Linked DNA regions of Zea mays: all the other regions are linked to region 2. The links are chromatin contacts, called in public Hi-C maps. All regions are on one chromosome and are shown on one strand. The core of a region is the stretch at or near the end of the contact, and the rest is flanking DNA. Distances in the headings are between cores, read along the strand shown. Region 1 holds the start of LOC103639131 (nucleolar protein 56). Region 2 holds the start of LOC103639134 (superoxide dismutase [Cu-Zn] 4AP). Region 3 holds the start of LOC100272714.

Evidence for each region. Hi-C and Micro-C count contacts between places; a contact is called where the count stands out from the background.
Region 1: a Hi-C map of ear shows a contact between it and region 2, with 2.7 times the contacts expected there. The contact joins the promoter of LOC103639131 here to the promoter of LOC103639134 in region 2. A contact is called at or near these places in 3 of 25 Hi-C or Micro-C datasets (ear, leaf and tassel).
Region 3: a Hi-C map of endosperm shows a contact between it and region 2, with 2.2 times the contacts expected there. The contact joins the promoter of LOC100272714 here to the promoter of LOC103639134 in region 2. A contact is called at or near these places in 4 of 25 Hi-C or Micro-C datasets (ear, endosperm, leaf and 1 more).

Annotation. Positions count from the first base shown.
Region 1 is chr9:134,824,653-134,827,919 of Zm-B73-REFERENCE-NAM-5.0, forward strand. LOC103639131 (nucleolar protein 56) reads left to right here and starts at 1,437. Exons shown (of 9, transcript XM_008661927.3): 1 at 1,437-1,744; 2 at 1,841-2,055; 3 at 2,371-2,528; 4 at 2,695-2,882; 5 at 2,971-3,223. The coding sequence starts at 1,540. It also overlaps a transcript of LOC100382867 not described here.
Region 2 is chr9:135,074,740-135,078,011 of Zm-B73-REFERENCE-NAM-5.0, forward strand. LOC103639134 (superoxide dismutase [Cu-Zn] 4AP) reads right to left here and starts at 1,286. Exons shown (of 7, transcript NM_001416254.1): 1 at 1,050-1,286.
Region 3 is chr9:135,206,009-135,209,139 of Zm-B73-REFERENCE-NAM-5.0, forward strand. It overlaps LOC100272714, which reads right to left and starts at 1,300. Exons shown (of 1, transcript NM_001147167.1): 1 at 1-1,300. The coding sequence starts at 1,202. LOC103639139 (probable nucleolar protein 5-2) reads left to right here and starts at 2,139. Exons shown (of 10, transcript NM_001346697.1): 1 at 2,139-2,214; 2 at 2,313-2,445; 3 at 2,572-2,613; 4 at 3,035-3,131. The coding sequence starts at 2,368.

The DNA.
Region 1 (3,267 bases), core at 187-2,686, 250 kb before region 2:
CTATCATTATGGTGGGAAGACTCCAGAAGCGTCATGACAATGGGAGTTGTTGAGGCAGCCAGGCCGATTATGCCCGTCCGATGTCAATCTAACGACATTTAGAAAACGTGATGACGTGGATTGCTAGTAGACGCCGTTTCCATCCTGCTTTAATATATAGGAAATAACCACACAAATTGTTATACCCGGATTTAAACGTTAAAACCATGTGGATCTCATAGGTGCACCAACAAAGAACAACACATATAATGACCAAGTGTATAGAGATAAATGTCACACATATTATTATTATTACATAGCGGAAATTTTACAAAAATAAATGATAACAATAAAGCAAACTAATAATTATTCTTTGGCGCCATAAGTTGGCTGGGAGATGCCACCTAAATTAGCTCATACTCCTCATTGTAGACCTCCTACTGGGCTACCTGCTCTTCACCTGTGCGGGGTTTACATATCGCAAGAGTGAGCTCACAAAAGATCATAGCTCAACAAATCGTGGAGAATAATGTGCATGAACTCACCAAATGTGTGAGTTCATGTAAAGTGTAAGGCTGATCAACAAATAATGGTTAAATACGAGTATTGCTTTTAATAAGTTGGTCAGATTTTATTAGCAGTTACTAAATGTAAGTATATACCAAATCTGAGTAATAATAGATTAAATTAGTAATAAAATCATATTACGATATAAACGAACAATTAAATTTAATTCTACGAGTTACTAATGTGAGTGTCTGCGCTGGTGAGTGTGGTGACGACTAGGGATGGCAACGGATTTAAAACCCGTGGGTATAGAGATTACAAACCCGTACCCGCGAGATTAATGTTAAACCCGTACCCGCACCCGCTACCCGCGACGGGTAGCGTATGTTACCCAAACCCGCTACCCGCGGGTTTATGGCACCCGCGGGTACACCCGCGGGCACAATACCCACAAGTTGTCATATTATATATATACATACATATACATATATATATAAATATATATACATACATACATACACATACATATATACATACATATATATACATATACATACATATATATATATATACATATACATACATATATACATATATATACACACGCGCGGGGGTATGCGGGTTTGCGGGCACGAGTACAACATTTTCATACCCACGAGAAAAAACCCGTCGGGTTGAGAATCAAACCCGTACCCGTACCCACGGGTACAAACTCACACCCAAATCCGCACCCTATAGGGTTTTTACCCGCGGGCACGCGGGTAAAATATGCCCGTTGCCATCCCTAGTGACGACTGACGAGTGCGGCGTGACTCGCTCGTATGCATGAGGCATGCGAGCCTTCTGTGTGCTGGGCTTCGCACAATTTAAGGGTGCGCGAAAATTTGGCCCACATCTTAGGGTGTGAATGAAAAAAAGGTAACTCCGCCGGCCCACAAGAGCCCAGCCTGAGCCCATAAATCTTGCCCCCGCTGCCGCGCGCCAACACCGTCACTCTTGTTGATCCTAAAACCCTAACCCCTAGCCAGCGCTCCGCCGCCATCCGCCGGCGAGATGGCGTTGTACCTGCTGTTCGAGTCGGCCTCCGGCTACGGCCTATTCCATGCGTACGGTATCGATGAGATCGGGCAGAGCGTTGAGGCCGTGCGCTCCTCCGTGCTGGACCTCGACCGCTTCGGCAAGGCCGTCAAGCTCACTGCCTTCAATCCTTTCTCCTCTGCCGTCGACGCGCTCAACCAGTGCAACGCTATCTCTGAAGGTTGGCTCCTTCCCCACCTAAACACGCAGGCTCGCTGCGAGATGATTTTGTTCTGACTTCTGACCCGGGCTCTGGCGCTTCCTTTCCCGTGGCCAGGAATCATGACCGATGAGTTGAGGAGCTTCCTGGAGCTGAACCTGCCGAAGCCTAAGGAGGGGAAGAAGGCCAAATACAGCCTCGGCGTTGTCGAGCCCAAGGTCGGCTCCCACATCTCCGAGGTCACCGGCATCCCCTGTCAGAGCAACGAGTTCGTCCAGGAGCTGCTCCGCGGTGTCCGCCTCCACTTCGACCGTTTCATCAACGAGCTTAAGGTGTCGCCTTTTTTTCCCATTCTATTGTGCATTGTAAGTTTCCCGTGTGGCTCAAAGATGCGCGAATTTGACTGTGAGGCCTTGCCAGCTAGTATTTCGTATAGCATATCATAGGCCTTTTTTCTTTGTAGAGCTGGATGCCTGGTGTGTTACTTGGTTTCCCGATCATCCGATGTTGGTTGTCTCACATTTGTATGAATCTGCGATGCTTTGCCTGATGAGCTTACGCATTGCTTTTTATATGCCTAAATTGTTGTAAAGCTAAACGCCTGCTGTGCTTAATTTGGCTTTACCATGTGTCCATGTTGATTGTAGGATTCTGACTTGGAGAAGGCCCAACTTGGCCTGGGGCATAGCTACAGCAGGGCTAAGGTGAAGTTCAATGTGAATCGTGTTGATAACATGGTGATCCAAGCAATATTTCTGCTGGATACACTTGACAAGGACATCAATTCCTTCTCCATGAGAGTCAGGTACTGTCCTTGTTCATGTTCTCATATAATTGTTTATGGTTAACTTCTTATAAGCGTAATAGGCCGTATTTATAGACAGTCTGCTCTGATAGAAAACTCTGATAATATGAATATGCAAATATTCCTTATTATGATTATTTATTGCTTTCTCAATAAAACATTGCAGGGAATGGTTCTCATGGCACTTCCCTGAGCTTGTCAAGATTGTGAATGACAATTACCTTTATGCCAAGCTTGCTAAGTTTATTGTGAACAAATCTGATTTGGCGGAAAAAGATATCCCAGCTTTGGCTGATATAGTTGGTGATGAGGACAAGGCTAAAGAAATTGTTGAAGCAGCAAAGGCTTCAATGGGTAATGGGATATGATGCAGTTACTTTAGTTTGACTATCATGATTGTAGTAAATGTTCTTATGCTTTGTTTTTTCTTGTTTGTTTTCAGGCCAGGATCTGTCACCAGTTGATTTGATCAATGTCCAGCAATTTGCCCAAAGGGTTATGAATCTCTCTGAGTATCGCAAAAACCTTTATGAATATCTCGTGACTAAGATGAATGATATTGCGCCCAACCTGACATCATTGATTGGTGAAGTAGTTGGAGCTCGCCTAATCTCTCATGCTGGCAGTCTTTCAAACCTTGCCAAGTGTGCAGCTTCCACCCTTCAAATACTTGGTGCTGAGAAGGCCCTATTCAGGTTTATAAATTCTTAACATCTTATGGTTTCTCACTGCTTCAATG
Region 2 (3,272 bases), core at 36-2,535:
TCGTAAGTGGAAGATGAAATATTTTAATCAAAAGATATGAGCTATGCCTTCATTTGTGACATCAAGACATCAAAAGTGAACCACGAAGAAATATGAGACACTATCACTATGTTGCAAGTGGCTCTTTCCAGTTCTCCACATACTAGAGACCACACAGACCTGTACACTTATTCAAGATAATAAAAAACAAAATGCATGAACTTTGCCACATGAACAACACAACTCTAGGAGAATCACACCACACAATTGGGTACAAATAATACACACAACTCAGATTCTCAAAAGTGAACTTCAAAAAATTAATCATGAAGGTAGAGGTGATTTAGACTGGTCCCCTTGCTAGTCCAAGTCATCCTACACAAACCATAACAGGACACGGGTACCCAAACATCATGATGCTATGACATCTGAACTTCTAGAAGTTAAACTGCATGATTTAGCCACACTTTTTCTTGGCACGAATAGTGATACCAGTACGACCTTTGAAATATCATTCTTTCATCAGGTATTCTTGGCCAGGGGTAAAACTGAAGGCTTAGTGGTGATCCGTTTCATCAAAGCTAAACACAACAGAAAGCACACACACAAAAATCTATAGCTAACACTTCCACAACAGTCTACGTACGAACAGCACACACCACCAGTCCACGACGAGTAGCATAAAGGAATCCAAGGTAGGTAATATACACACGACCATTCATCCCAATCCCAGAACAAGCAACAGCACTAAACAAAGGCAGTAGGCACTAACATGACACGTATCTAGCGCGCTCAAAGCGCTTAATCCAGTGGAACGAATCAAATCGAGTCTCACTAGTGACGGCTAGATGAGACTATATATAGGGTGTAAGATCTGACTCGACGATCAGTCGGCGCTAACGGAAGCGGAGGGGAAACAAATTAAAAGAGGGACCGCAGCACCGATCTGAGATCCAACCGCAGCTGCTACGGGGTATTCGGATTTCGGAGACCAGGTTATACGAAGCAACAACATCAGAGTGAGGCGAACAAGCCCCAGGAATCCTTGAAGGTTTTGTTAGGCATCATACCTCAGGCGACCCCCGCGGCGAGGAAGAATGGGAAGGCGACGGCCTTTAGAGTCTTGCGCTTCTGGAAGGTTCCTTCCGAGGCTGGGGGTAGTTGGGGGCTGCAGACCTGAAGTGAGGATGAGGACGCGCGCGGTGTGTTGGTGCGTTGGATTTGTAGGCGCAGCCAAACATTGCAGTCAAGTTGCGTTACTATTCCGCAACGACCAGCAGGCCCTGCCGCCCGTTGGATCGGAGTTTCATTTACATTTTAGACCGTATTTGGAGTTTTGCGTTGCTCTCAGCACGTACATCAGTCTACGTTTAATATATGACACCGTCTTTTTAAAAAAAATACTTTAATCACTCATCTTATTCAAAATATTTATTAAAAATATAAAATTTTAAGTCAAACATAAACTACCTTAAATAATGAAATCAATAAAAATGACAACTTAATAGTTTTTTAATAAGACGAGTGGTCAATGTTTTTTTTAAAAGTCAATAGTGTTAAATATTTATGAACGGTGGGAGACTCTCTATACTTTAGTCAGTTAAAATTTAGCTGGTGTACTAAAACAAGGCCTTAATAAGTTATCATGTTTTTTAAGATAATCGAAACATGTTCCAGCCTTTTGCACTTTTATGCATACAACTAGGGATGTAATCGGATCGGATACGGACGGATATCATCGAAACCATATTTGTTTTTATATTTTTATTCGGATTTGAATTCGAATACGGATAACTTCGGATACAAATACGAATACGAATGTTTTCGGATACAAATACGAATAGATGTGTGTCGAATACGGAACTAGTCGGACACGGATATTGTCGGTAACGAATTTTTTGTCGGATACCATGTAAGACATCATTCCACACATATCATGATCGTAATCATGTATCCACTCCTTGAGTCCAAACATTTTTTAGCATTATATGTGTACATATGTCGCGTTTTTAAAAAATCATGAATTTTTAGGCTATGTGCGCATTATTAATTTATTTTGCATAAAATCATCAAAACGCAAATAGTTTGTGAATATCTCAATGGCCACCACTTACAAGGATCGACATACATAGAGAACTTGGCGTGATTTGTAATAGTCTCCAAAATCGGAACCAATGTGTTCCCTTGTAAATAACCTGCAGAATTGATAGAATTGGTTTAGGGTTAAAAAACACATCATTTCACAGATCCAAATGGACCAAAACATTGCTTAAATTGTTTTTTATGGTGTAGCAATTTTTAGAAAAAATAGAGAGAAGAAGCGAGTTTTACCAGAAATAAAGCCACGTAAAGGCATCACGACTAGAGATGGCAACGAAAAATTTCCCGTCAGGTTTTAGCTCACCATCTATGTCACCACAATGAAAAACTTTCCACGCAGGGATGCCCACGAATGTTTGTGGGGATATTTCTTCTTTATCTCTGTTACTGTCGGGGACCATAATTAGGGGTACCCCCAATACTTCTAATCTCAGCTGGTAACCCCCATCAGCACAAAGCTGCAAAGGCCTGATGGGTGCGATTAAGTCAAGGCTCGGTCCACTCAAGGGACACGATCTCGCCTCGCCCGAGCCCGGCCTCGGGCAAGGGCAGCCGACCCCGGAGGATTCACGTCTCGCCCGAGGGCCCCCTCAAGCGACGGACACACCTTCGACTCGCCCGAGGCCCAGTCTTCGCCAAGAAGCAACCTTGGCCAGATCGCCACACCAACCGACCGTATCGCAGAAGCATTTAATGCAAGGATGGCCTGACACCTTATCCTGACGTGCGCCCCTCAGTCGACAGAGCCGAAGTGACCGCAGTCACTTCGCCGCTCCATTGACCGGCCTGACAAGAGGACAGCGCCGCCTGCGTCGCTCCGACTGCTGTGCCGCTCGATAGAGTGAGGCTGACAGCAGTCAAGTCCGGCTTTGGGCGCCATAGGAAGCTCCGCCTCGCCCGACCCCAGGGCTCGGCCCCCGTCTCGGCCTCGGACGACGAACTCTGCCTCGCCCGACCCCAGGGCTCAGCCCCCGTCTCGGCTCCGGAAGACGACGAACTCCGCCTCGCCCGACCCAGGGCTCAGACTCAGCCTCAGCTCCGGAAGACGACGAACTCCGCCTCGCCCGACCCAGGGCTCGGACTCGACCTCGACCTCAACCTCGGAGGAGCCACCGCCTCGCCCGACCCAGGGCTCGGACCGACCACGTCACAGAGGGGGCCATCATTACCCTACCCCTAGCTAGCTCAGGCTA
Region 3 (3,131 bases), core at 50-2,549, 130 kb after region 2:
CCCAGATCCAACACTCTCATATCAGTGTGGAACGTGTGGCCATTTGCGCACCAGGCAAGCTGAGGAACCAACAAATCCGACGTTAGGGACTCGCCATTTGCCAATGTGAACCTGGCTGGAGGACAAGAAACAGCAGACAAACGAGCCCGAGCCACCAGATTCTTGTTGATAAAGCAAGTAGGACTCCCGGAATGAATTGACAACAGCAACGTAACTTTGTTCTTCAAAAGACCCCGCACCTTCATGCACCCTTTACCAGTAGTACCACTGATCGCCTTGGCCTTGACTGCTGTGGACGAGGACCTCGACTGGAACACTGACCTTGTCGACCTTCCTTTGTATTGATCATTCAGTTCATCCTGCAACTTGGCAATTAGTACTGCTCGATCCAAAGTGGTGGGCATCTGAGATTGCACCGCCCCTTGCAAATCATACTCCAGACCCCAAATAAACTGAGTGACAAAGAGCACCTCACCCAACTTTGGGTTATGCAGCGATACCATGTACCGTGCTTCCTCGAACGCCCGCACAAACTCGTCCAGTGACCCCGTCTGCCTGAGACCCATCAATCTCCTCATCGCCTTTGGATACTCGTCTGCGCCAAACTTGTTCAACACATCCCGAGTAAAATGATTCCACCCCGTCCTCTGTTTCAGTCTATGCACGTGAAACCAGCGAGCAGCAATCCCTTCCAAGTGCAGAGACGCCACTTGTACCCACATAGCTTCAGAAACCTTGAAAATATGGAAGTAATCCAAACACTTGTCCAACCAAACTCTCGGATTAGCACCATCAAACTTTGGGAATGACATCTCAGGCAGTGGATTGATCTGAACACCCTTCTGAGGACCCTTCCGTACCTGAACAGGGGGTGAAGACCTAGATGACGGGCTGGTGGATCCGCTCCTCCTGGACTTCTCCGTCTCCGCCGCCATGGATTCCAGCTGTACCCGCGCCAGCAGCTGCCCAGATTCCTCCACTTGACGCGACAGAACAGAACGCTCCTTCGCCGCCTGCTTGGCCGCCTGCGCCGCGACCTCCGACTGCTCCACCAACTGGCGCTGGACCTTGGCGAACTTTCCCAGGCGCTGATTCATGTTCTCCAACGAATCCAACGCCCGCTCCCAGTTCTCCGCGACTTTCACCCTCTCCGCGGCCATCGCGTCCAAGACGAAATGAGTCTGTACGGAAGGCTTCGCCATAGGCGCCGTTGTGACGGCTCCGTCGATCAAACCCCCACACCAAGGATAGCTGGCTGAGTACAACTAGAGCCAGTCGCGAGCGACACCGAGCAAACTTGAGAAGCAAGTTGAAAATGTTTTTACCCAGTCCCCACGCACACCACTTGGCTAAATAGCCGGTTTACAACATGATAATTTCATCTCTACACCACTTGGTAAATATAGAGATGAAATTAGGTTTTGAGTGAGTTTGTAAATTTAGTAACTTGGTTTACATAATTGTTCGAGAAAGTCTTTTTGAAATTTCTTAAATTCTTATTTAGAGAGTTATTTACACAGCTACTAAAAATGCTCTTAGGTATATAAGGTCATTCTCAATGATAGTTTTATAGGAGTTTCACTCATTAAATGGTGTGCTATGTCAGCATTTTGGATGATGTGGCAACTAATTAATGAAGAAAGGGGTAGATTTTTTCATGGGGATGAAAACATGTATATAGTGTTACCTAGACATATTATCTCTTGTATGGTACCTATAAAACCATGTCAAATGAAACTCTCCACTACGGGAGACAGTTTCAACCAAAACTCCAGTTATTTATTAATTATGCGGTATCTTATAAATTTAAGAGGTATTTGGTTTCTAGTGACTAATTTTTAGTCTATCTATTTTATTCCATTTTAATTACTAAAATATTAAATACGGAAATTGACAAAAAAATAGTCACTAAAAAGCAAACATCCACTTACCAAACCAAACACGCCCTCCCTGTCAGTCGAGCAAGGGTCCTCCCGGTAACCTAAAACCCAAGACAAACCATCCAACGGTCCATTAGCACGGTCCCGTTCAGCCAACGGCCAGATGGGCCACCGAGTACCTTTGTGCTCTCCGATATATTAGTCCAGCCCCAAGCCCTAGAAGAGCTAAAACCCTTGCGGCGGCTACCTTTTCCCCAGCTCCCTCTCGTCTCGCGGCCGCCGCAGGCGAAACCCCCTCATCGCTTCGCGCTGTCCACCGACGAATCTTCCCCAGGTTCGAGGGATTTTACCGTCTCAACAGCTCGATTCTGTTGGCGCACGCGTTGCTATGTCTAATTTGGTTCCGTGATCCTTCGCTCGATGCATGTTAAGAGCGTGTGTATCTGTTGTTTCAGCTGAGTTAATCGGGGACTGGTCGTGTGCGGAGATGTTGGTGCTCTTCGAGACCCCCGCGGGGTTCGCCCTATTCAAGGTGCTCGACGAGGGGAAGCTCGACAAGGTCGAGGTGAGTGACCCCCGCTGCAATTTCTAAAGTCTGTTATTGATTGGGTTCCTTAAATTTGCTCTGCTCCATGCTTTTGTATTGAACCATCAGTGCTAATGTGCTATGCCTTTGTGTTCTTGTTGGCAGGATCTATGGAAGGAGTTCACGACGTCGGACTCAGCGAGAAAGGTCTGTATAGGATCAGCCACATTATGACATTATGTGTTTGTCGTTTTGAACAGATGGCACCGACTTAAGTGTCTCACTAACTCTTTTATTTCAGTGGAACACTGTGGACGTAGCCACTAGATATGTACTTCTACTTAGCTTAGGGTAGCTTAGATGGCTATGTTTTAGAATGTGTTTTCCGTAAGCTATTTCAAACATTTCACATTTCAAGCATCAAGCTACCAAATGCCAACAGATTTGTGCTGCACATATGGATGAAGCCACTTGGAAATCATGCATACCGTGTATCGTAACAAAGTTACTGTTTTCGTTCAAATGCAAAATAAGAAATAAGAAGAAAACTTGATGAGTCGTCCTATTCTCCGCTTCTGTACCTTTACTAGTTTTCTGTTCTGACTGATAACAGAGAACTTCCCTGTAGGTGGTCGAGCTGAAGGCTTTCAACAAGTTTGAGAACACATCTGATGCCCTATCCGCGGCAACCCTGATTATTGATAGCAAGCCTAGCAAGGGTCTGC